Linked DNA regions of Pan troglodytes: region 2 is linked to region 1. The links are chromatin contacts, called in public Hi-C maps. All regions are on one chromosome and are shown on one strand. Each heading gives the region's core, a stretch centred on a gene start, on an enhancer-like site or on the middle of the called end of the contact. The rest is flanking DNA. Distances are from core to core; before and after follow the strand shown. Region 1 holds the start of SART3 (spliceosome associated factor 3, U4/U6 recycling protein). Region 2 holds the start of ALKBH2 (alkB homolog 2, alpha-ketoglutarate dependent dioxygenase).

Region 1 (5,922 bases), core at 3,198-5,697:
TTGCGATCAGCCACCTGGATCACTGTTCTGATTTCATTGTTCACTTTGCCCCCACCCTTGCTGTCTTTTTGATTATTTAATCCCTCTTTTAACACAGGCTAGTTTATTTCACCAATTCTTGAAAGCCACCTAGAACCCTTCCTGAAACATGAGAGGAAATAAACAAGAAAATAACTACCTTATAACAACTCTCTGACTTGAGAAATTATAAGAGCACTGGTAACCTTAGAGAAAGCCAAAGATTTCTTTTAAATTCTATTTTGTTAGAGGGACAGGTGAGGATCTTTTTTATATGTAATTAACACCCAAACAAACAAAAAAATAAAAATGATCAACAAGAAAAAAACCCAAACAACACCTAGTAGAATGATCCATAATTCCCAATTTGAAGAAATGATAATATAATCAACATCTGCATAGGAGAAATTTTAAAAATTTAGAATATTAAAAAAAAATCATGGTTACTTGTTTTTGACCCATTAGATTTGTGAGCCACCTTACCGTCTTTCCTTTCACCCATTCAGTGGCTAATGAGCTGGAGGCAATTGCGGAACCACAGCCAAATGTTTTAAACCTAGCATCCACAATCTTCCCCTTTTCATCCACTTGAATCTAGAAAAGAGACAAGAGTTAAGTGGTGAGTCCTGGGACCACCCTCTGGAACCTGGCACTCACGAAGGTTCACCGGGGCCTTCCCCAAGGGCTTTGGGCTTGCTTTCCACACTAAGTGATGACATTAATTACTGACTTTGCCTTGTTTCAAAGAGCTCAGTGATGAAAAGTGAAATGCAGGGACAACTATCCAGGCCCAACTGACAAAGATCAGCTGAAAAATATGTCCCTCCACTCCAATATTCTTTTGTTTTGTGACTCTGGCCTGCATGTTGGCTATGAACTTCTATTTGTGGAAGTCTGCTCACAGCTGCTGGGGCAATCTGCCTCTTTAAACACTGACAGAGTCCACAATAAAGGTCTCTGGTTAATACTTTTTTCTTGGGCAGCAGATTACACTTAGTGGTTTCCTCCTGTTTTGTTTCTGTATTCCAAGATAGGTATGAAGACCTCTGACAAGCTGCCCACTCACCATGAAGCAGCAGATTGGCGCTACAACTACAGTTTACCCAAAGCACTAGACACTATTTTCATGTTTCCCCCAATCTGGGGACAGGTTTAATTTACTGTGTTTCTTGTTTCATTGGGGACTGCTAGCTCACTGGGATTTTCCTTTGATCAGTAAAATTCACAAAACTCTTTAGTTGGCTGAAGTTGGAATTTAAACTGATACAGTGAGTACAAAAATGAGATTACTTTTCTATTTTGGAAAAAGTTGGCATAGTACACTAGCCTAGCAGGAGAGCTACGATTGAGGCCCTGCTCCAGTATCTAACATGGACTCATCCCATCTCACAGGAATGGAGACCAAGTGAAATGCTTGGAGATCTCACAGGAATAAAGATGGAGACCAAGTGAAATGCGCAAGTGCTTTGTAAACTTAAAGGGATTATTGTTATCACTATTAAAAAACACTAGCCATACCTGTAATTTCATTACGTCACCACATGCTGGAGCCCCCACCAGTCCAGTTCCAACATTTTTAGATGTCTTGTCAAGGGACCCCACGTTTCTAGGATTTTCATAATGATCAACAACCTAAAATGAGAGGGTTAAGATAAATCATGTTCACTCTCTATTGGTACTGGTCTCTGGTTTGATGGTAAGCTCCTCGGTCAGCATCTTGAACCTGGCAGGCAATCACTAAATACCAAATTTCACCTGAGTAGAAAGGTCTACACTCATGTCAATGAGAACCATTTGTGACCCCCAATTCCTTTTGTGTCTCCTCTACAATACTTCACAGATTTGAGATACCTAGAAGAAAAAAAAAATCAGTGAAATCCATGTCTTAGTTCCATAGGGTTTTTACAAAAATACTTGACTTTCACCCACCTACATCACCAGACTTGGGCTCAAACAGCAGTTTTGTTATTTTCAAATAAAATCCATCCTCAAAGGATGATTACTATTTAAAAATTCTAAAAATAACCATGGCCCAGGGAGGGAAAGCTTTCTTAGAAGCCTTAAGGTGACTGTTACACAGGGAACAATGCTATGGAATGTGTACGTTTATGTGTCTTTTAAAATAAAAACAGTGCCATTACCGTATTTCACAGCCTGTCATCACCCTGGTGCAGCAGCGCACCCTGGCTGCTGAAAGGCTGCTAGTCCAAGTTTCTTCAGGGTGTACCCTCAACAAAACACACCCCCGGGAGGGGGAGGAGTGAAGAAGCCCTTGGAGAAAGGGCAGAAGCCAGATCAGAATAAACATCCATTCGAACTGGCACAGAGAAGGCCTTAATAACCTTGAGGTTTGGTTACTGGTTAGTAGTAAGCACGCCGATCTTCCAGTCCCCTTTTCCCCCCATCTGACTAAGGATTTTGACTCCAAGTAAAAGGGACCTCAGGATAGTATCTAATGTAGGGGCCTTTTGTGCCACGTTGATTTATGGCATTCTTTAGTTGTTTCTCGAGTGGGAGTCTCACGTCTGGGGGACTTTGTGCCACCAGACAGCAAGGGGCTGCAGACTATGAATCTATCCCTCCTTCCCCGCCAAAAAACCCCCCAAACAAAACAAAAACATTACGCATGTTGGTTACAAGCCTGACTCCCCTATGCACTCCTAAAGCAGTAACAGAAACGGTCTCCTCGTGCTGGGGCCTATGTGCCAGGAACCATGCCAGGACTCCACGCACAGTATCCTTTGTAAGGGACAGCTGAGAGCCCCCCATTTACACCTGGGGAAACAGGTTCAGAGAGGCGCAGTGACTAGCCCAAGGTCATCTGGCCAGGGCAGCGGAGTGGCTGAAGCCGGAGCCCGCTCCGGGGGTGTGTCTGTCCCTGGACTCAGAAAGACAAGTCCCAACAGGACCCTGCCTCCTGGGCTGTTGGCGAATTTAAAATTGGGACGCACGAAGTCGCGGCCAGCGGCGGGGCCCCCTGGAAGTCGCCGCCCGATGAGCGGTAACTGTTGTTTATCAGTTGCAGTGAGCCCCACTGCGCAGCAAGGGAAAGCGAGTCAGGGCAAAGACGTAGGAGGGGACAGCTCCCAGTCCTAGCTGCGCAGAACCCCGCGGCCGCCCCTCCAGCCCAGGCCTCCGCCGAGTCGGCATTCCGCGCGTCGCCTCTTTTGTCCCTACCTTCTTGTGATAGAGTCGGGCCGGGGCCGACAGCTCCCGGGCGGGCAGGCGGGGGCTCCGCAGCAGCAGAGCCGATGCCGCCCGCCTCAGACGGCCAGCCCCAGCCGCCGCCATCTTGCCGGCTTGCGCCTGCGCCAGTCCAGAGCGACGCCGAGGGGCGGGGCGCGTCTGCGAGTCGGCTCCGAGCTGGGAGCGCGCCTCTCTGTCGTCACCGAAGCTTTGCGCCTGCGCCTTACCGCTCCGTGCACGCGTCCGCCTTCTGGCCCCGCCTTGACCACGCCTCTCGGGGGCGGGCGGGGTCGGGAGCGGGAAGGTCTGAAGTCGCTGGAGGGCTTGTCCTGGGTGCTGGATTCTGGTTGAGACAGGACCTCAGGCTTCTGCAGTGTGGGGCTCAAGTTCGCTTTCACAAAGCCCGCTGCGGGAATGCGGCGCAGAGGAGCACCGAGTCCACTTTTCCTAACCCTATTTTGCAGCTAAGGAAGCCGAGATTCAGGGCAGTTTAGTAACTCCGTCCAAGGTCGCTAAGGACTTATGTTCAATTAGAATTCGAACTTGGGTAATCCTGGGTTAGAATCCTGGTTCGGTTCCTTCCTGGCTGTGTGTCCCTAGACGAATGGTACCGGCTCGCTAAGTCTGAATCTTCCCTTTTGTATTAATTCGAGGACAATTGCTTCATCATGAAGCCAGCATCTGTGTCGAGTACCTACTATGTGTCAAGGCGCTCTACTAGACCCGGGGATCCAACGGAAAGCAAAACAGACATAATTCCTGCCCATTAAGCCTGCTAATGAGGGAGCAAGGTAGAGATAGAGACACACACCAATACTTTCCTACCTCAAAAGTGGGAAGCTTAAGAAGGAAACGAATACCATGTCCTGATTGAAAAAAAAAGTATGTCTATTTTTCTCTCTAAACAGCAAACTCAATTTATATGTCAGTGCCTAGCAATTAAGAATTTCTAAAGAAATGCGTATTAATGTAATTTACTGTTGGTTTGCAGTATGTGATCTTATAAAACCGGAAAACTCACGTGTATTTAACGTCTACTAGGTACCAGACGTTTACATAAAGGGGAGGAATCTGGGAAATGGATTTTTCTCTTGAATGGTGAAATCGATCCTTCCCCGAGGACCTGCAGTTTTCTTTGCGTTTGAGGCGCAGTTGCTGGGGAGAGTAAACCCAAGCGCCAGGTCACACTAGGCGATAAGTAAGGCATTTAATCGAAGAATCACTTTGACCTTCTCAAGATGGCGCCAAATTCTTCACTACAGACATCACTCTCGCTCCATGACTTCCTCTATGGCTTCCACTTCCTGCCCAAAGACCCAACTTCTGTCCGAAGTTGTGGCGGAACGCATGCCATTATAATGAGTTTTTTTATCTGGTGGGAGCTTTTACAAGGGTATAAAATAATGTGAATTTAGTGTATGTGGAGATTTTCCCGTTATCTAAGTTCCCAGTTTCTCTTTCAATGGCAAGAAAACGGGCTTTTGATAAGGCGCGCGCCGCGGGCAGCTTCTGCCTCAGCCTGTCTTCCGCGGCCGCGGGAAGACCCGAGAGTCATTAGAAGCGCAAGATGGCGACTGCGGCCGAAACCTCGGCTTCAGAACCCGAGGCTGAGTCCAAGGCTGGGCCCAAGGCTGACGGAGAGGAGGATGAGGTTAAGGCGGCTAGGACAAGGAGGAAGGTGTTATCGCGGGCTGTGGCCGCTGCGACATACAAGACCATGGGGCCAGCGTGGGATCAGCAGGAGGAAGGCGTGAGCGAGAGCGATGGGGATGAGTACGCCATGGCTTCCTCCGCGGAGAGCTCCCCCGGGGAGTACGAGTGGGAATATGACGAAGAGGAGGAGAAAAACCAGCTGGAGATTGAGAGACTGGAGGAGCAGGTGGGCCCGGGGGTGGGCAGCGGGCATCTTCCAGTCTTTCAGGTCCTCGGGTCCCCATGTCCTGGCCCGCCTCCCTAGTCCTCGGCGGCGATAAAGCCGCCAAGGCTGCAAACCCGCTTTTCGTGACAGTAGCTCCTGTCGGATTTGAGTGCTTACTGCCTGCCCATTGCCTTGCAAACGTTATCTCATTGAATCCTCGCCACGACCCTGTGAAGGAAGCCCTGTTATCTATCCCCATTTTACTGGAGGAAACTGAGGCTCGTGGAGGAAAGTCTCTTGCTCAGGATAACACTTTCTGCAAGTCAGGCCTTGTACTTTGATCCCATTCCAGAACTCCCACTCTTAACCACACGTCCAACAGTAGAAATAAACTCATTCGCAAGAGAGTGTTATTTTGTTATGTAGGAATGACGGCGATGATGAAACTTGTGGTAAGAAAAATATTGACCGCGATGGTGATAATAGAAATGGAAAGGTTTCTGGTTCTGGAGGTTAAGGCCTCAGTTCTAGCTATTCAACTCTTGTATGTGCTTGTAAGAATTTCTTAATTTCTCTCACCCTCTCGACTTCCTTATCTGCAGATTGGGAGCAACAATTTCTGCATAATATAATTGTTGTAACAGTAACCATAGCTCAGTGCCTAGCATCTAGTCATAACATGGTCTCTCACTTGTAACCTTATGAGGTGGTGATATCTACTGTATAATCCAGGATCTCAGCAGGAAATAGGTGGCACATTTAAATTAGGATGATCTGAGAGAAAGTCAATAAAGGTGTGGGTAGGGAAATCGGGAGTGAAAGTTTAGTATCCCATGGCTGATAACTCCAGAACCTGGTGT
Region 2 (5,739 bases), core at 2,428-4,927, 530 kb before region 1:
CAAGCGGCCCGCGCATGCTCCGAGCGGGGGGCTTTGCTGGGGGCGGGGGGCGGTGGAAGGCCCAGTGCGCATGTGCGGGAGGGGCTGGAGTGCAACGCCCCTGGGAGGAGGTGGGGCGTGCAACGGTGCCCGGGGGCCTATTCTTTCATTCGCTTTGTACCTTCAGCCCACCTCTGCTCTTTGGACAGGCTCTTAAGGCTCAGCTGCAGGAAGAGAAGACTGGTCAGGCGCGGTGGCCCACGCCTGTAATCCTAGCGCTTTGGGAGGCCCAGGCTGGAGGATCGCTTGAGGCCAGAGGGTCTGAGCTGTAGTGAGCTTTGATCGCGCCAATGCACTCCAGGCCTGGGCGACAGAGCGAGACCCTGTCTCTCAGTGGGGTCGGGGGGAGGGGGGTGGGAAGAAAAGTTCCTGCCCCTTAGGGGTGTTGTGGGAGTGCAATGAACAATATAATAATATTGTCCGGGCTTGATCGCTCACGTCTGTAATCCCCGCACTGTAATCCGAGGCATCTCAAAAACAAACAAACAAACAAATACTATTATATTTTGTGTGTGTATTTTGTTTTTGAGACAGAGTCTTGCTCTGTCGCCCAGGCTGGAATGCAGTGGTGTGATCTCAGCCCACTGCAACCTCCGCCTCCCGGATTCAAGCGATTCTCGTGCCTCAGCTAGGATTATAGGCGCGCGCCACCACGCCTGGCTAATTTTTCTATTTTTAGTAGAAATGGGGTTTCACCATGTTTGCCCAGGTGTGTTTTGTATTTTTTTAGTAGAGATGGGGGATCTCACCATGTTCGCCAGTCTGGTCTCGAACTCCTGACCTCAGGCGATCTGCCCACCTTGGCCTCCCAAAGTGCTGGGATTACAGGCATGAGCCACCACACCCAGCCAATATTATTTGTTGAACTGTTATATACATTTTCTCACGCAATTTTCATGGCCTATTTTATGACGATAAACTAAGGCTTAGTGCAGTCAAACATTTTGCCTAATGTATCAGGCTTGTGGGAGACTTTCGGGTCATAGAGGTTAAACACCAACGATTTGTCCTCCAAATGACACCACTGTACCGAACCTCCTCCCACCACTACTAATACACTTAGGATTCTCTTTCCCTCCCTCACATCCAAACCATCCATATCTGCTTTTGGTTCTTTCTCCAAAGCAAACCTCAAATTCAACTGCTGCTCTTGCATCTCCTAGCTACAGAAGACCAGCTGGGAAGCTGGTGTTCTCTTTTCTAGAGAGAGATTTTTACATCATGACAATACCTGGGGCCTGGCCCAGCTCGGTGGCTCATGCCTGTAATCCCAACACTTTGGGAGGCCAAGGAGGGGCGTATCGCTTGAGCACAGGAGTTCGAGACCAGCCTGGCAAACATGGTGAAACCCCGTCTCTACTAAAAATACAAAAATTAGCCAGGCGTGGTGGCATGCATTTGCAATCCCAGCTACTCAGGAGGCTGAGGCAGGAGAATCACTTGAACCCGGGAGGCGGAGGTTGCAGTGAGCTGAGATTGTGCCACTGCACTCCAGCCTGGGTGACAGAGCAAGACCCTGTCTAAAAACAAAAAAAAGAAAAAGAAAAAAAAGACAATCCTTAGGTTAAAACCCTTCTTTGGTTTTCAAAAAGGCTTAGAATAAACCCCAGCTTCCTACCCAGGTCTCAGTGCTGCCTCCTCTCTGATGGAAGCCCCCACTACTGAGTCCAGCTCCCAGCACAATTGCTGGACACACCCAGCTTGTCCCCCTGTGGCCTGCACACCCTTGCATTCACCGTCCCCTTGCCTGGAAAGCCTCAGGTCTCAGCTCAGGATCTTTCCCTGAAAAGGACTTCTCCTCCTGCCCCACTTTCTAGCCCATTGCTCTATAACTGCTATACTATACAAAAGCATCTTATTTATTTTTTCTTTTTACACAATTTCTTTAGAGACAGCATATTATTTATTCTTTCCTTGTGTGTTTCTGTCTCCATCCCCAAAATGTAACCTGAGTGAAGAAAGGAACTTGCTGCTTCTTGTTGCTGGTGTGTCCCAGTGCCTAGGACAAGAAGCTGAAGTCTAAGGGAGAGAGGCTCAAAGCTGAAAATCATTTGCCCTTAGAGCCACTATGACCCAGCACTCCCACACCTAGGCATTTACCCAAGGGAAATGAAAAACTATATTCACAAAGCTTGTATGTGAATGTTTATAGTGATTTTACTCATAGTAACCTAAAACCAGAGAAACAACCCTATGTGGGGCCTACTCCTGTGGGGCATCCCTTCTATACCAGTAATAAAAAGGAACAAGTAAGTAATACAAATGTGCGTATACGACTGGGCACAGCGGCTCACGACTACAATTCCAGCACTTTGGGAGGCCAAGGCAGGCGGATTTCTTCAGCTCACCAGCTGAAGACTATGGAGACCAGCCTGGGCAACATGGCAAAAACCCATCTCTACAAAAAATACAAAAATTAGCCGGGTGTAGTGGTGCATGCCTGTAGTCCCAGCTACTTGGGAGGCTGAGGTGGGAGTGGAGCCTGGGAAGTGGAGGTTGCAGTGAGCCGAGATCATGCAACTGCACTCCAGTTAGGCAGTAGAGGCAGACCTTGTCTCACAAAAAAAAGCGGGGGGGTGGGGGGGGCGCATAAATGAATCTTAAAAGCAATATGCTTCAGTGAAAGAAGTCCCACAAAGGCATTTCTCATAGAGGCTGAGAGGTCCGAGGTTGAGGGGCTGCATCTGGTGAAAACCCTCTTGCTGGTGGGGACTCTGTTGAGTCCTGAAGCCGTGTAGGGCATCACATCGCGAGGGGCCTGAGTGTGCTAGCTCAGGTCTCTCTTCTTCCTTTTATAAAGCCACCAGTCCCACTCCCACGGTAAGCCATTAACCCGTTAACCCCTGAGCCCATTAATCTATTAATTCATTTATGAGGACATTATGACAGAGCTCTCATGTCCCAATCGCCTCTTCAAGGCCCCACCTCTCAATACTGCCACACTGAGGATTAAATTTCAATGCGGATTTTGGAGGAACAGATATTCAAACCACGGCAATTCCCTGTATATGAAATTCTGGAAAAGGGAAAACTATAGGGAGAGAAGACAGATCAGTGGTTGCTGATGCTGGGTGATGGGCGAAGTTGATTAAGAGGCTGGAGCAGTTTTATGGAGGGACGGAACTGTCTTAGATCTTGATTGTGGTGGTGATCATACAATATTGTACATTTGTTGAAATCTGTCAAAACAAAGCCTCTGATCTCATGGAGTTTTCGTTCCATTGAGGGGAGCTGGTCGTGGTGGCTCACGCCTGTAATCCCAACAATTTGGGAGGCCCAGGTGGGAGGATCACTTGAGCCCAGGAGCTTGAGACCAGCCTGGGCAACACAGCAAGGCCCTATCTCTACTAAAAATAATTTTAAAATTATTTAGGGTGGGGTGGGATGTGCCTGTAGTCCCAGCTACTCCAGAGGCTGAGATGGGAGGATCGCTCTAACCCAGGAGTTCAAGGCTGCAGTGAGCTATGATCATGCCATTGCATTCCAGCTTGGGCAACAGAGTGAGCTCCTGTCTCAAAAAAACAAAACAAACAAGAACAACATCAAAAAACAAGAAAACAAAGACAAACGAGCAATAATGGAACCAACATTTATTTAGAGGACAGAGCATTTCTCATGCATCCTGTCATCTCCTCAGGCGCTCTCATGACATAGGTGCTGTAGTCCCCACTTCACAGATGAGGCAACTTAACCCCAGAGAGGTTAAGTGACCTGTGGGAGGCCACACAGCCAGGGCGGAGGAGACAGAAACAGAATCCACGATATCCGACTGCAGAACTCCTGCTCCCACTCGTGACAATACACTGGTGGCCCAACGCCCTTTCCGGACACCAAAGTAACCCTCACTGAGAAGTGACGCCAAGCCACAGTTCTCACCCCAGCCGTGATGCTCGACAGTGGCCCAACAGATGATCAGCGAGAAAGCGGCAGTGCTTGCCACGCACGGGAGGCCAGCAGGTGGCACCAGAGGGCCGCCCGGCTGCTCTCTTTGCGCCCTAGCCCGCCTTAGTTCCCAGCGTGCTCCGGAAGTGACGCGACCGATTCGCTGGGGCGCGTCTTTCCCACCACCACCAGGCCCCCAGGGTGACTGCGGGATTCCGATCTGCGCTGGAGCTGCGATGCTAGAGCACTCTTGCTACCCCCACCCCACGGACGTGTTGCAGTGATATCCGAATTTTGCGTGCGGTTTACCCGTGTTTAACCTCTTTGTGTCTCGCTTCTGAATCGTATCCACTTGAGCATCACTAGACTGATCTATTTTAACACTGGTGAGGGGCAGCGAGGTCAGTTATGGGTCCTTCCTCCTTAAAGGGGTGGACAGTTGACTTTGGGCAAACCTCTTCCCCTCTGTGGGCAACAGTTTCCCCTTCTGCAAAATGAGGGTTTGGATTGTAGTTTCTAAGTTTAGCTGTGGCGTGCGAATTCCCAGAAGGTAGTTCTTTAAAAATTCAGGTGCTCAGGCGTGGAGTGCAGACCTCTGGGTTTTTGCAAGCTAGCCAGCTGATTCTGATGCACAGGTGGACGTGGGAGACCCTGGATCAGATTGTCCCTAGGGTCCCTTCCGGCTTTAACATCTTCTGTTTCCTTTCTAGGACATGGTTTTAAACTTTAAAATGAAAATGTGAAACTAGGAATGTTGCTGTGAGACCCCTTGGACAAACAGATTTTTGCACTGGGGACAGAACTTGAGCAATTTCTGTCTTGGCCTCGCCACTGACGTCCCTTCTTTCCTGTGGGGACAGGATGGACAGATTCCTGGTGAAAGGGGCTCAAGGGGGCCTTTTGAGGAAGCAGGAGGAGCAAGAGCCAACTGGAGAAGAGCCAGCTGTGTTGGGAGGAGACAAAGAAAGCACAAGGAAGAGGCCCAGGAGAGAGGCCCCAGGGAATGGAGGCCACTCAGCAGGCCCTAGCTGGCGGCACATTCGGGCTGAGGGCCTGGACTGCAGTTACACGGTCCTGTTTGGCAAAGCTGAGGCAGATGAGATTTTCCAAGAGTTGGAGAAAGAAGTAGAATATTTTACAGGTAAGCAGAGGGGTGTGTGTGTGTGTGTGTGTGTGTGTGTGCTTGTGCATTGAGGGCTTGTTTGGTGCAATTAATGATCGTATGTTTGGAGAAATCTGAACTCAGGATCCATTATTTACTGATGGGTTCACTAATGGATTCATCCAATATTCTCTGAGCACCTGTGGGCTAAGCCCCTTAGGTGCTTGGGACATAAACTTGAAAGAAACTGGATTGCCTGTCTACTAGGAGCTGACAGATGACTCGAGTGAATCTCCCCTTGGCTACTGATGAGTATCTTCTGGGAAAGTTTACAGAACAAAGTGAAAAAACGTGCTGGGTTCTACTGCAGAGCACTTCAATCAGAATCGCTCCGAGTGCAGGCTGACCACTTGTTTGTTTAAAAAGCTTCCAGGTGATTCTCATGGGCAGTCAGGGTTTGAGAATCACTGGTCTCATAGGAGAGATGGCAAATAACCAGGTAATTTCTCCACACCAGTGGTTCTCAGCATCACCTGGTGGACTTGCTGTTGGCAGGACTTGGATTGCTGGACCCTACCCCTGTGGTTTAGTTTAGTTTCTAAGGAGATTCCAGGTGCTGCTGGTGCTGCTGGTCTGGGGAGCACATGTTGAGAACCACACCTCTATCCTGTAATGAGGACACAAGGATCTGGCAGAGAGGCATAGAAAAGCCCACA

The links. A called contact is a pair of places that touch in the nucleus more often than the background predicts.
Region 2: a contact with region 1 is called in a Hi-C map of stem cell-derived neural progenitor cells, with 6 times the contacts expected there. The contact joins the promoter of ALKBH2 here to the promoter of SART3 in region 1. A contact is called at or near these places in 1 of 7 Hi-C or Micro-C datasets (stem cell-derived neural progenitor cells) and 1 of 1 datasets of contacts at active chromatin or transcription factors (stem cell-derived excitatory neurons).

Annotation. Positions count from the first base shown.
Region 1 is chr10:115,368,645-115,374,566 of NHGRI_mPanTro3-v2.0_pri, reverse strand. It overlaps SART3 (spliceosome associated factor 3, U4/U6 recycling protein), which reads left to right and starts at 4,447. Exons shown (of 18, transcript XM_016924118.3): 1 at 4,447-5,083. The coding sequence starts at 4,772. It overlaps ISCU (iron-sulfur cluster assembly enzyme), which reads right to left and starts at 4,475. Exons shown (of 5, transcript XM_509343.5): 1 at 3,196-4,475; 2 at 1,537-1,650; 3 at 502-612. The coding sequence starts at 3,309.
Region 2 is chr10:115,902,054-115,907,792 of NHGRI_mPanTro3-v2.0_pri, reverse strand. ALKBH2 (alkB homolog 2, alpha-ketoglutarate dependent dioxygenase) reads left to right here and starts at 3,677. Exons shown (of 4, transcript XM_001136046.4): 1 at 3,677-4,322; 2 at 4,632-5,062. The coding sequence starts at 4,783.